Regions from separate parts of the Gasterosteus aculeatus genome. Here region 2 is linked to region 1. Evidence: chromatin contacts called from public Hi-C data. All regions are on one chromosome and are shown on one strand. Each heading gives the region's core, a stretch centred on a gene start, on an enhancer-like site or on the middle of the called end of the contact. The rest is flanking DNA. Distances are from core to core; before and after follow the strand shown.

Evidence for each region. A called contact is a pair of places that touch in the nucleus more often than the background predicts.
Region 2: a contact with region 1 is called in a Hi-C map of liver, with 2.1 times the contacts expected there. The contact joins the enhancer-like site here to the promoter of pofut1 in region 1. A contact is called at or near these places in 2 of 6 Hi-C or Micro-C datasets (liver and skeletal muscle).

Annotation. Positions count from the first base shown.
Region 1 is chr2:19,480,932-19,483,674 of fGasAcu3.hap1.1, reverse strand. pofut1 (protein O-fucosyltransferase 1) reads left to right here and starts at 1,453. Exons shown (of 7, transcript XM_040192411.2): 1 at 1,453-1,753; 2 at 2,083-2,204. The coding sequence starts at 1,615.
Region 2 is chr2:19,526,095-19,528,794 of fGasAcu3.hap1.1, reverse strand. plagl2 (pleiomorphic adenoma gene-like 2) reads right to left here. Exons shown (of 4, transcript XM_040193717.2): 4 at 2,355-2,700. tm9sf4 (transmembrane 9 superfamily protein member 4) reads left to right here. Exons shown (of 18, transcript XM_040192451.2): 18 at 1-758. Among protein-coding and RNA genes, the nearest start is that of tm9sf4, 17 kb to the left of the region's middle. Within about 2 kb of position 1,329, at least 2 of the 9 cell types and tissues checked have open chromatin away from gene starts, as enhancers often do. A contact at or near this core is called in liver, where this site is marked.

The sequences.
Region 1 (2,743 bases), core at 204-2,703:
GTGGAGGGGGTTTAGGGAACTGTTCAAAGCCAACAGGGCCCGAGTGGTCTCCAAAAGCTCATGTGAAGACCTAGCGACACAAAAGTCACGAGTTATGGTTTGAACTGATAAAACGGATGTGTGGTGTTATTTCTTAGAGGGTAACATTCTACCACCACCATTGGCTGACACGCCCTCGGTTCTCGGGCTGACAATGGACAACAAATTGCCTGCAGATTGGAGCGACCACAACGCCCAGATAAATGATCTCTTTAATGTGACACGTTTAAGCAATTATGGCTCCCTTCAGACAAACGAGGCAGGCTGGCAGAGAGTTGGAGGCCGCACCCCGGCCACGTTTTACTCGCTGGATTTGTGCAAGTTGATCACACATGTATGAGCTTCTAATGAGGAGGATTGCTCCTTTTATCATCGGACATGATGATTGGCTCTGTTGGGTTTCCAGATGGGGAATCCTGAGGGCAAGCAGGAAGGTCTGTATCAGGAGCCCGTTGACAATTCTATATGATAATCAATTGTCTACCAATGGAATCTAATTGCGACAAAGTTGTATATTAAGATATCGTAGTACACAAATATGTCGTCCAAATAAATAATAACCAGTACAACTGACTCCGATTTTTAAAAGAAAGCAATATCTGAAGAAATACTCAGTAGTTTTCATTCACACAAGAGTATACAAAACCATGTGATGTTTTAAAAAGGTCTCTCCACTAAATGAAGGTATTTTGCTGTACCAAATTGGCATACTTCATTCATGTTTATTAACCGCAAAAAGGGTCCAGGAATCAGGAATCAGGAAACATTTATTACCAAAACATGCCAAACATACAAGGAATTTGTCTTGGCGGTTGGTGCGCGACAGTGGACAGTGCGACAATAGACAAGAAAAGCAGTGCACAAGTAATAAAATAAAGTAAAATGAGATGCTAATGCAAGGGTTTGTAGACTAAGGCTATGGGTTAGTATAAAACAAGGGAATAAAGTAAAAAAAATTAAATATTAAAAAAGTTAAAGAGAATGTTAAGCATAAAGTGCACTAACGAACAAGTAACAAAGTGACGAGTGACGACAAAGTGATAAATTACAGTTAAAGTGACATGTGCAGTGTGAAGGTGAGTGACCGGTGGAATGTTATAGTCAGTCAGTGGGGGACCGGATGTCCAGATGACAGAAATACTTGATGACAGAAATACTAAAAATGAAAAAAAGATTTATTAGCCGACCTGAGTGGTTTGAAAAAAAATGTTAAAATGTCTTATGTAAAAGAATTGTTTTATTTTGTTATTGCTACTGATTATTTGACAAATAAAAAGCTAACATCTATGTACTGTCAATCTTCTACCCGATCGTTCTCTTATAAAAAAGTTGTTTTTCCTTTTTTCAATAAAATGTTATCTCAAGGTTGTTTAATTAAATCCTTTCTTTTATTGTGCTAATTCCCTGTCATGGCGTCAATATGTTCCTTCTGCCTAATGAAGAGTCCACTACGCTCCTAAAACCTCCGGTCCACCGGGCGGAGGTAGCGGTGTTCGACGCGCGTTTCACCCTCCTCGTTAGAACCAACGAAGCGGACTTTACACCGGTGCATTCTGGGATCTAAAATGAACCACAATGGCGGTTAAGCAACAAGCACTTCATGCCCTCAAACTAACCAGTTTACTTTTGGCCCTTCTACTCCAACCATGGCGGACTTTCGGCGGGGAGCTGACGTGGGATCCGAGCGGCTACGTGCTGTACTGCCCGTGCATGGGTAAGAGCCAAGCTATCCCGTCCCCAACGCCTCTCATTCAGACGGTTTTGTTATCGCTAACGTTACTTATGTAAACGTAAATATGAAACCCCCGAGCTACGCTGCACGGTTTGGAGTTTAATAGAGAGAAACATAAGTAGAAACTTTGGAAAAGCTTGAACAGTGCAGAGCAGTGCGTTAGCTACTTAGCAGCTAACTGACATGTAAACAGCTGTTTCTAGCGCGCGGTGTGACCGGGAGGTCCCCACCTGCCCTCCAGGTACTGTCTCGGTTTTCTTGTGAGTAAGGAGTACACCGAGAGCATAGAGTGTCCCGCTGTTATTGTTCAGGTCGCTTCGGAAACCAGGCAGATCACTTCCTGGGATCTCTCGCCTTTGCAAAGATGCTGAACCGAACGCTGGCGGTCCCTCCGTGGATCGTGTATCGCCACCACGCGCCCCCTTACACCAATGTGAGTACTGTCACCCATTGCTGCTCCACAACGTGACGACTGAGTAGATCGATAGGTTATTTCTTCAAGTCCCGATGATGTTACAGCAGCAGAGTCCTATAAATCGTTTTTAAAAGCTGGGTGTGAAGTGAATAGTATAAGAAAATTCTTATAACTCAAATTTAAAATGTGAAATTCAAATCGAGCAAGAATGGTGTCTAATGTACAGCTGCAATGTACAGAAAGAAAAGTATATTGAGAATTGATACAGTAAACTGTTCTATATCATGTGAAAATGGAGGTTTCCGAGGTTTTGAATGACAAAGAAAAACATTGAGACAATTCAAGTCAGACCCACTTACACCGCCCTGCTGCTGGAAACACTCACTAGAACCAAAAATAAGAAAAGGTCCCCCAGAAATACACCTGCATGTTTACAGAGAGGTCAGAAAAGATGGCTAGTATTAAGAGACGGAATAACACATTGCCTCTAATCTTATCATGATATGTTCACAACAACAGTTTTGAATATCCCCAGCCCTGCTCTTTGAACCCTCTCT
Region 2 (2,700 bases), core at 80-2,579, 45 kb before region 1:
TCGACCAAATCCAGCCAGTGCAGCTGATTTGCATCCGAATAGCAGAAAGGGAAGGAGCGTATTTTACAAAATGGGCCTTCCTTGATCGTGATCAAATCAGCACTGACCTCCTTCCCTGCTGCCCTCTGACCCGATCACACTGGTACTTCATTAAAGTTCATTCCGATGGGGGATGTTATGGGCCCGATGAGCCGAGATGATACGTGCTGATCAAATAAACAGGACATTCCTTTTAGTCTATCATTGTCTTCATGGTTACCATCAAAGTGATTTTACCATCAAAGACGAGGTGCCCAAATCAACCCTTTCTCCAGGGGCGAGAAGGTTAAAAGGGCGTCACTCCTCCTTCCATGTCCTCTACTTCCTTTATTTGAATCGGGCCTACCCATACACATTGAGCTGCTTGAAGAGAGTTGTTTTTTTTATCCATAAAGCTCCAGAGGATTTCCTCCATTTAAATTTAACCGCTTTAAGTCACGTTTTTTGTTTTTTTTGAAGGCCCGGGGTCATGCGTGTGTATGTATGGGCTAAGGGTTTACAATGTAAATTTAAAAAGGAAGCAGCTCTATTATGGTTGCGTTTTGCTGTTTTGTGGCGCTCTGTAACGGTCCCGTCATCGCTTCGCCAAAAGCATGATGCTCATGATGACTGAAAGGAACTAGATAGTTACTTTTCTCTTTTTCTTTTACAGAATGTCCAATTACAAAATGTACAATGACAAAACAATAAAGTGATGACAAGTAACGTTTTTTTAAAAATTTTCTTTTTTTTTTCCGACTTGAATTTAATATGCAGAACTAAGTGGTAGTTTTCGCTTAGAATGAGCCCTTCGTATTTCATATCTATCGTGTTTCCACAGAGGCCCACACGGAACAAACTCTAGAGGAGCCTTTTGTGTTTTATGTCTCCCGAAGGCCTGCTAGCTGTCAGAGTGTGAGTGAGTGTCAGACAGTGAGTGACAAAAGGTTAAATCAGGGTGTCACTCAGCCTCTTCCATCTCAAGTGGGCCAGACCAGTTAAATCATAGGCAATGGTCCGGCAGGCTGGGGTTGGGGGGTGCTGGGGGTCTGCTCAACGCTGCTGCCCTATTTCCTGAGCGAAAAAGTGGCAGCTGGTATAACGGTCAGAGTGTTTCGCGCCTACTCAAACAGTGTGACCCCCAGTGGACTGATTAAAGAATAGGAGCAATTTTTACTCACACTAGCAAAGTCATCCAGCGGGCCGAGCTGGACCTCCCGACGGGCCAGATCCAGCTGTATCCAGTGTGGTATGAGCTGCCTCTAGGGGTGCGCAAGAGGAAAACCACTACAACACGACCACCAAGGTAAGACCCTGTACTGTCCTACAGCGCCATTAGGTGAGACCCAGTCTGATGATGATTAACCAGCAAAGCAGCAGGACGAGGGTATCAGGCCGCACACTGGAGCCATGTGCCGCCCAACTAGCAGATGTGTTAAACAACATCTTTAACCTCTCACTGCAACACTCTGTTGTCCCCACTCATATCCACTACCATTACCATGTGCCCCAAAAACAGTCAGAACTGGGCAGCCTGCTTACTGAGGAAACACATCTAGGGAGGATGCGGTCTCAATTGCGCTTCCAACATCCCTATCCCATCTGGAGCATTCAAACACCTACACCAGGATGCTATTTGTTGATTACATCAACCATCTGGGCACAATAGTCTCCCATAAACTGGTTGAAAAACTCAATAACCTTGGATTATCCACTGCGCTCATGAATTATGGACTTCCTTACAAATAGACCACAAAACCATAGAATGGGAAACCACACATCCTCCACCCTCACCCTAAAAAGGCAGGAGGCAGGATAACCAACAGGGTAAATCATGAGACTTGATTTATAGTTTATTTATCAGTTGTTGTTAGCTCAGGGTGGTTTCCCGTTATTCATTTAGCCTATTTTGTGAAATCTCTTATCAGATCATCACACTAGCTATTAACCAGTCATGCCCCTGCGAGGATCCCCACACTAATATTAGCATGAGGTAAATTAACAGGTCATGGCTGGCGGAAACATTATTTCAAAACCAGTGAAGCCAAGCTAAATATTAGGAGATGAAGCCCCCCATCATTTTGAGCTTTCTATGTTCTGTTACCTAGCATAAAATCAAGCTAGCTAGCTTGCTGGCTAGCTAGCTAACTAGCAAGCACTAACTATGGTTGACATGTTTCAACCTCGTTCTTCATCCACACACTCTTGAAACAATGTAGGAAAGCTCACAACTCAATCTAATATTTAATTATGAATTTTGTTATATTCTTTTGTTTACAGTTCAAAAACAAAAAAGACACAAATAATTCAAAATAAAAACAAATTGAATGCAGAGAGGGTATGAAACCGCTGGTTTGTCTTTTAATTATTTCAACATAACACATGACAACTCAAAGATACACTGTACTGTACAATAAGTCAATAGTTCTATTGTTGTGTTCATCATCTCTTTGGATCAACCAATATACAAATCTGTCCCTTCTACACTGCAGCAACTGATCGCATGTGAGATATGTAACAAAAAAGCAAGACTTCTCATTTCTTTTTCTCCAAAGCACATCATTTATATAATTCTCCCTGTAGTTGATAAACTCCATGCTATATAAAATAGTGTAAGTGAATGCAAATATTCTATTTTCGTTCACCCTTTTTATTCCAGATGTGGCTGTATAGAAAGTGATA